3 separate regions of the Sus scrofa genome follow, and regions 1 and 3 are each linked to region 2. The links are chromatin contacts, called in public Hi-C and HiChIP or PLAC-seq maps. All regions are on one chromosome and are shown on one strand. The core of a region is the stretch at or near the end of the contact, and the rest is flanking DNA. Distances in the headings are between cores, read along the strand shown.

What was found. A called contact is a pair of places that touch in the nucleus more often than the background predicts. HiChIP or PLAC-seq counts read pairs in DNA pulled down with a chosen protein or histone mark.
Region 1: an H3K27ac HiChIP or PLAC-seq map of alveolar macrophages shows a contact between it and region 2. The contact joins the promoter of THRB here to the enhancer-like site in region 2. A contact is called at or near these places in 1 of 5 promoter capture datasets (liver), 14 of 47 Hi-C or Micro-C datasets (alveolar macrophages, brain, embryonic fibroblasts and 8 more) and 2 of 2 datasets of contacts at active chromatin or transcription factors (alveolar macrophages and skeletal muscle).
Region 3: a Hi-C map of omental adipose tissue shows a contact between it and region 2, with 2.3 times the contacts expected there. The contact joins two enhancer-like sites. A contact is called at or near these places in 15 of 47 Hi-C or Micro-C datasets (adipose tissue, alveolar macrophages, embryonic fibroblasts and 9 more).

The regions. Positions count from the first base shown.
Region 1 is chr13:11,359,322-11,362,021 of Sscrofa11.1, reverse strand. It overlaps THRB (thyroid hormone receptor beta), which reads left to right and starts at 1,435. Exons shown (of 10, transcript XM_021071429.1): 1 at 1,435-1,667.
Region 2 is chr13:11,073,006-11,075,705 of Sscrofa11.1, reverse strand. The region is part of intron 2 of THRB (thyroid hormone receptor beta); the gene reads left to right. Among named protein-coding and RNA genes, the nearest start is that of THRB, 290 kb to the left of the region's middle. Within about 2 kb of position 1,350, at least 4 of the 83 cell types and tissues checked have an H3K27ac peak or open chromatin away from gene starts, as enhancers often do. A contact at or near this core is called in alveolar macrophages and omental adipose tissue, where this site is marked.
Region 3 is chr13:11,533,361-11,536,060 of Sscrofa11.1, reverse strand. No RefSeq gene overlaps it. Among named protein-coding and RNA genes, the nearest start is that of THRB, 170 kb to the right of the region's middle. Within about 2 kb of position 1,275, at least 2 of the 83 cell types and tissues checked have an H3K27ac peak or open chromatin away from gene starts, as enhancers often do. A contact at or near this core is called in omental adipose tissue, where this site is marked.

The DNA.
Region 1 (2,700 bases), core at 186-2,685, 290 kb before region 2:
GTGGCTTGGATCCAGTGTTGTTGTGGCTGTGGCCTAGGCCTCAGCTGCAGCTCCAATTCAACCCCTAGCCCAGGAACTTCCATATGCCACAGGTGTAGCCTAAGAAAGAAAGAAAGAAAAATGCCCTTCTCTTGGTAACCCTTCCTCCCCATCATGCAGCCTGTGAGGCTGCCCTCAGAGGACTGATTCAAATGGAATCCTAGTAGTTAATGGTGTTCCAATACCATTGCATTTAAATTCCCCTCCCTTATTGTTATATGACGCTGTTTCCTGAATTGTTTAATTAATGCCATGTTATTTTCGCCCTAATTTACTCTTTATTTCAGAAGTTTCCAGGCACAAATGGGATCAGAGAAACAAAGCCATTTAAACAAAGGGAAGCAATAGTTTTTGTTATACTTCACTCTCTGTATGATGTTCCCTATTTAAGAAGGAATATAGGTCCCAATTACACTCAAAAAGAGAAAAAAAAATTAAGAAGTTCCAGCGGATTAGGGCCTAAGGATAATCCACATTTGTGAAGGAAGACTGGCATTACCGCACACCTCTACCTCTTAACAATGTCTTTCAAGTCACTCAGTGGCCCCTGGGAAGACCCAGCTGTCAACTAACTGGTGGTGGCCTTTCAGGGCAGGCTTTTCCCTCAGTGGCCAGCTTTCCACCCACAGTTCTGCCACCAGGGGGCCGCCTGTTTGGAACAAATGGTGCAGACTCCACAGCTTTCCTACAGACCAACCAAAACACCCCTGGGCAACTTTGGCGCAAAGCCCAGGAACTTCCCTGCAAAAGGAGAACAACTTCTTTCCAGCTACAAAACCTGCAAGTCCTAGGGTGCAGCCTTGCTGTGAGTGAAAAAAAGAAAGCACGGATTTCTTGCCAAGAATGAGAAGTAATAGGGTCCATGAAGTCTGTCGGGAGAGGTCCCTCCCTCTCACCAGGAAGCTTTGGGGTTTGGGACTCCCTCTTTGGACACACGCTGAAACCCTGAACCCAGGCGTGGGGCAGTGTCTGAATTCTTGACAGTTGTGGTCCTTAATGGTGACAGAAGGCTCCTAGTCCCTTTCCCTGGGATGCTCACAAAAATTGGGAATAAAACACACGTCACCGGCTGGAAATCTCAAAAACTCTCCAATAAATCATTAAGACAGTTGAGGCAAAAAAAAAAAAAAAAAAAAAAAAAAAAAAAAAAAAAAAAAAAAAAAAAATCAAAGCTTTACCAAAACTTTTCGTATAGTAATAAATGTATATATTGAAAAATGAAGTCGTGATTATTTCAATAGTATTTATCGTTGTTCTCGGTGGTCAAAATAATTGTGTTGCAACTATAGCTCCGGACCAACTACACTTTAGTTTTCTGGGTAATCGGTATTTTCACAAGCATGCTTCTAGCGGAGAACACCGCCATAGCCTGCTTCATTTTTTCCCAGCCAGAATCCTTGGCCTTCAAAACTAGGGGAGGGAGATTTTTAGAAGCTGATATTTGCTAGGGCATAACTTTTCAAGAAAATAAACTATTTTTGTCTTCCGGATTCGATTTGCACGTATCCAGGGCAAAAGCAAATGAAACAGGGCGGCCCTTTTGGAACCTGCGGAGGGTCTCTATTCTGCGCACATTTCCTAAGATGTGCAGGGTGGTGTGAGCGGTGTCGCCCGCAAGCGCAAGGCAGGTATTTTCCAAACTTCCATTCCCAGGGGTGGCGATGGTTGGGAACGCCAGCCGCCCGGCAGGAGCGAGGCCCCAGGAGGAGCCAGAGCGCTGTGTGGGCCCGACACGCGCCACAAGTGGTTCGGGGCAGGAGGGAGGAGCGCGGCGGCCCGGGGAGGGAAGAGAAGCCAGTGCTTCTGGCAGTCACCCCCTCCCGGCCCCCAGTTCCTCGTCCCCCGTTTCTTCCTTTTTGCTACTAGAGGAATGACGCCCAAGCCCGAAGCTCCGTGCGCAAGCAGCCGGGTGGGTGGACGAGCGGCCACCAAAAACGCCGCGACATCGCCACCTGAAGACACTCTCGGGGTGGAGGGCACGGCCGGGACTGGGCTGAGAGGGAGCGCTCGCACCTGGGGCGGCAGGTGCGGAGGCGCGGAGCCTGGAGGCCCGGGCTGGGCGCGCGGGCAGGGGGCGCGGGCCCCGGAGCGGCAGGCACGTCCGAGCGCGGGGCCGGGGCCAGGCTGGGGCCACTGGGGGTCTAGGGCCGGCGGGCGGCCGGGACGGCGGCGGGGCGCCTGGCCCGGAGGCCATTTCCTCGCTGCGCCCCTGGCGGAGTCGGGCCGGCCTGCTCCTGGCCGCCGCCGCGCGAGTCGGAACGCCGGGAGGACCGGAGGGGAAACCAGGTCACCGGCTGGCAGGCGCGGCGCGGGCGCCGGAGCCGGAGGAGGGCAGCGGCGGGGAGCGGACCGGGGCGGGCCAGGCGCGCGGGCCGGAGAGGCGGGGACTCCGGCGCCCGAGCCGCACTCGTTTCCTGCGCCTATAAAAGTGGAGCGGCCCGGGCGGGCCGGCGCGGCCCTGGCTGCGGCCGCCTCTCTTCGCCCGGGGAGTTGACATTTTGCAGGACTCGCGCGACGTCCCGTCGCCGGCGCTCCCCGGGACCCGCCGCCGGGAGGAGGGGGCGGAGGAGGGTGGAGACTGCGGGGCTTGGCCAAGGAAGGCGCACATCCTCGGGCGGGCGGCCGTGACGCGGCGGGGATTAACTTTGCATGAATAATGTG
Region 2 (2,700 bases), core at 101-2,600:
ATTCGTTAAGTTTTATAGGAGGCAGATCCTATGATCCAACTTCACACAGTGAGCGTTTCCCCATATCACCTCAAAAATCACCTAAGTTTCTCTATAAAAAAGGCACCACGCAGATTTTGAAAAGTTTAAATGGAGATTAAAACTTCCATGCCAAATATCTAATTTTATTTTTGATTTTAGGGTTATAAGAGAATATATTTTTTGAAAAAAATTTAATATGGAAAAGCATTGTAAAAAATGCATTCATTCTCATATCATTTGGTGTGTTTTCTTTTAATATTCTGGTTATTGTTGTACAGCTTTTAAAAATTGGATTTATACTGCATATATGGCTTTTTATTTTATTGTTTGCTTTGCCTCTAACAGTATACTGTAAGAATTTAACGGAGCCTTAAATATTTTGGGGAAAATATGATTTTAGTCATTTGGAAGCATGCAAATGTATTTAAATTATCCCCAATTAGTGGGCATTTATGCTATTTATAATTTTTCTTAACATTAATGCTGGGATAAACATCATTCTATATAAATCATTGGGAGTATTTCCTTTAAAATATGTTATTAATCATTATAAACCTTGATTATTATACAGTGCTATAAAAATGACAAAGAGAAACCTTGCACCAGGTTACTTCTTGGGCCATAAAATTTTGAATAAATTTACATATATGTCTCTTAGTGTTTGTTCCTCATAAATTTAAGTTCTTAAATCATGTAAATTCTGGTGGATTATTTGATGAAAGCCACTAAAGTATTTCTTAAGTTGTTTTGTCATTGTTTTCAAAAAGTATCACTTTTACTACACAAACTGCCCTTTGGCTTTTCATGCAGAGTTCAGGGTAGCGTAGCGATTCAGCGCACAAACTCTGGGGTCAGAATGACCTGCGATCTATTCCCAAGGTCTCTATGTCTTTGTGGAATCTGATGCCCCCTCCACACCTCCCTCTTCATATCCTTCTTTCATTATGTTCCAATGACTGACTGACTTCTGTCCCTCAAGCAGGCCAAGATCATGTCCAGCTTGGCCCCTGACTCCTTCAGACCTCACACTCTTCCCCCAGTCTACTCATGGCTGACCCTGTCTCCTTCAAGGGTTAGTTCATGGCTCAGATACTTATCCTCCCCTGGAGTCATTCTCTATTCCATTATTCTGCTTTATTTTCTTCATAGTGCTTCTCATCACTTAAAAGTGTCTTAATAATAGCTCTAAAAACAGTCATAATAAAATAATGGCTCTGATTGATGGTTTTTATTAGCTTACCTCAGCACCCATAATTCCCTTCTACCCTCCTACAGCCCTGATGCCTTTCTGCTGTGAGAGGGGCTGCCCTCTTGTGGACTTTTAGGATACTGCTACTAAAGGCACAAAGTGGTTTCATTTTTTGCAACCACTGGCTTGTTGTTTTGTGGTGGCCTTGGTTGGGGGTGAGGGGGCAGGGCTGGTCCTCAAATGTCAAATACCTGAGACTTACTGATTTTCAGGTGGCAGAGTAATACATTTCTAATCTACCTGATATAAGAATGACTTAAAATGTTCAACAACCTTGGTGTATTATGACAGTTACTGTTCAATCAGTGTTTTCTCAGGACCAACCTTTGTGCTAAGGAATTTACGTATATTATCTCATTTAGAATAAGCACTGTCAGCTGAGAAAACAAGGCAATAACGTGAGAAACATAAAGACAGCTTTCCCAAGCTTTGGCATAAAGCTGGTTTTCTATGTCCAAGCTTTGTCTGCAACTTTTTCTGCAAAAAATGACACGGTGGAGAAACAGTTACATTGTCCCATACCAGAGGGGCCTGAGTTCTTGATTCAACTCTGATGCTGATTTCTCTGTGTCATATTGAGATTTGTTTCCCTACTCCAGACCTCAGGTTCCGCAAACGTAAAATGAGGCGGAGGGTCCTTTCAGGTGGAAGACACTTTCAGCAATTGTGCTTAGCGCGTGCCACAGGGGGACAGAATGTCATTTCTTCATCCTTCCCAGGCATGGTGGATCCAGAATCCTAAGACTAAGAGCATTATTGGTGTGTTTATTACATGCCCAGTTAACTGTCAGTTAACACCTGAAAATTCTTATTTTACCACAAAGTTACTTCTTTAAAGCTTCTAGAGGTAGTCCTTAACTTAGGAAGGAGAGCTGTGTTTTTGAATGTAATTAACTTTGTATTAATATAATCATGCATGATTACATTTCATCCAACAAAAGCTATTCTGTCAACATGCATTGAGTAACCCACCCTGTGCTGGCATGAAGGAAACATCAACAAAAGAGATAGCGGTAACCCAGTCCTTATGAAATCTTCTATCTAATGTGCCTTGATATCATTCCCAGTGCCATCTTAAAAATAATTGGGGGTAAAATGCCAAAAGTGAAAAGCTGGTTCAATCCCTGGCCTGGTAACTTCCTCATGCCTTGGACACAGCCAAAAAAGGAAAAAAAGCTGGGAAGTTGGATATATTAGTTATATAATGCATAATGATGGTGTCATAATATACATTTTGAAGCATCTGCTTTGGGATATGACAAATTTCTTTTCAACCTCTTATTAGCTGTGTGGTCTTGAACAAGCCACCTTACCTCTCTATGCATCTGAGATTATCCTTAATCATCAGAGGTAATACTCTCTAATTTGCAGGGATTTTGTAAGGATTAAATAAGGTAATGTGTACAAAGAGCCTGGCATATACACTCAAT
Region 3 (2,700 bases), core at 26-2,525, 460 kb before region 2:
CCTTAACCCACTGAGCAAGGCCAGGGATCAAATCCACACCCTCATGGACACTATGTCGGGTTCTTAATTTGATGAGCCACAACAGGAACTCATCATTTTAGACTTTTGACCCCTAGAATTGTGAGATAATAAATTTGCATTGTTTTAAGCTATTAAGTACATAGTCATTTGTGACAGCAGCAATAGGCAACTTACACATTTCTTTAAATTCAGACTTAACGAGGCTTCTCCCCTTCCAGAGGCCTTCATCTAGATCCTGGGGATTTGTCATGGTGCTAAGATACTGAGAGGGGTACACACCTGGACAGGCATCCATCCCCATGCAGCTGCTGACAAAGGGCTATTTCCCCCTGTGTGGCCCCTTCAGCCCCATGGATCCCTCTGCTGCCCCAGAACACAGAATCAGGAAGAAGCTACAAGGATAATTGACCTTCTGCTTCCAGAGGCAGCAACATCGATTGTAGGAAAAGCAAGAAAAAATGTCATAAGATGTCCTAAATATAAAGCTGTTTCCTTTTTTCTGCTTTTACCTGGTACTGTATTTGCTATTTAAAGCTAGTCTAAGAAAAGAAAAATTAAAATATGAAACAATTACCATGAATATCACTATTCATCTTTACATTGTGCAATGCCAGTTTTAAAAGAAGATACAGGAGCATTTGCACAATTCCTAAATTACGCAATTTGTCACAGGCAGCTAGAACATACGTGTGGATTTCGTTTTTACCAGAACTGTGGAAACTCTGCAGGAAACTAACTCAACTGCTTTTATTTCACTTCTAGACATACGCATGGTCTACCAACACACTCTACCTTCTGGTTGCTCATGGGTCGGGAAGACTGGAAGGAAAGGCACTGCGGTTGTCCCGTCATTCCCTTTCCTTCCATGTCATTGATTTCAGCACAAGTGGTTGATGACCACAAGGACCATGAGGACGTACACAAGGAAGAGAGGATATGCTGGGTTCCTTGGTTGAGGTCAGTCCCATTTCTTAGGCGCCATCACCTACCTTCTGTTCTTGAAGCAAGTTCTGGATCTGATGGGAAACTTGGGCCCCCAGGGCTGTCTGTGCAGTGCCCTTGATCACTCTGTCACAGACAGAACATACTCTGTTGAGTCCACTGGAATTGACTGCAAAACAGTCCTCTGCTCATGCATATGCTCGGTTTTCCCACCACACTTCAACGACAAAACAAGTTCAATGTGGTTTTGAAGAAGGCAGCCCCAGAGCATTAAACCAAGCACATGGTCCTTCTGAGAGCTACTTCTGCCCTGGACTCTTACTTCTTCCCTAAGCCTTCTGTCTAGGATGTTGGGCTCAAGGACCCTGTCCTTCATTTCTCCCTGTCCCCACTTTCCCAAGTCCAAAGGAATCTTTACCTATGTGGGGAGAAAGGAAATGAATCTTTCTCCTCTATTTTTTCCTAAACCTTGGGTCTATACCTAGAATCCTCTCCATTGCCCTAAGGACTTAGGCCATATGCACAGCCCCAAAAAGCATGAAGGCTTCGAATGCCCTTTTCAGTCCCATTCTTACTCATTTCCAAGGTGGCCACTGGCGAGCTTCCTGGGCTCTTCACTCCGTTTTCTGGATCCTCACTTCCCCTTGGGGCATGTCCGGTCTTACTTACTCCCCAGATGGGATTGGTAAAGGTAACTTAGCCTAACCTAGCCTTTTTTTTTTTTTTCTTGAAGTCTATGATTCTTAACATTTTGTTCCAGTTGCAAAGTCACGCCAGGCTGTACTTCTTAGGACTGGTGACTCCTCCAGGTGGCAAGACTCTGGGAGCCTCTTTAAGGAATTTTGCTCTCCAGGGCCAGTACATTATGGGTTAAATAGAATTGTGTAGGTCAGCGTAAGCTAGTTCTCTGAGGCACTGAAAATTATGTTATCTCTCTCTAATTGTGTAATAAAATATGACTGACATATAAATTCCATTTCTCTTCCAATGCACATTCTTATAAAAACTCAATAAAATAGTTTTTATTGAGAAGAACAGGTTCTGATACTTCTTTTAGCTTCCTCAACAGGTTGCCAGCTTTCTTTTACATATAAATAAGGTGGATGCAGTTAATTACATGCTTAAATGCAAGTGTATTTAAAATATTTTATTATTACTGTCGAAGTCATTACTCAAAGGTAATGTGAAAACCATATGCAATTGCACAGACTGAAGATACTTTTATTTTAAGGTTTTCTGCCTTAAAGGAGGAAAGTGTCATAAAATCCTGAAAAAAACACATCTCTCCTAAAAACTTTATCAGCATGCCTGTGTAGATTAAAAAGAAAAATTCCCCTTTGTGAGTCTATGTGTGTGTAGGTGGACGGAAGGACTTTTAGAACTATTTACAATCATTTGTTTATATTGTTCACAGATGAAGAGGAAAAAAAAATCCCTGGCAAAGTAAAAACCAGTTTAATTGCTTTTCTCTTCTGTATGATCTCATCGAAATAAAATCCTCAAGCCTGATTCTTCCAAACAAGATCAAATTGTTTTGCATTTATACGGCTCCCTGTTTATTTATTAAAATCCTTCTTGAGAGCATGTAACATCAAGAAGAAAAAGAACGAAACTTGCAGGTTACAGGTGTTAAGGCTGACCAACAGTTGTGTATTTATACTCCACTCCAGGGGGCGCCATTGACATTGCACTCTGCATCAGGCCACCAGTGACCCTGGCATCCACTTTCCTGTTGTT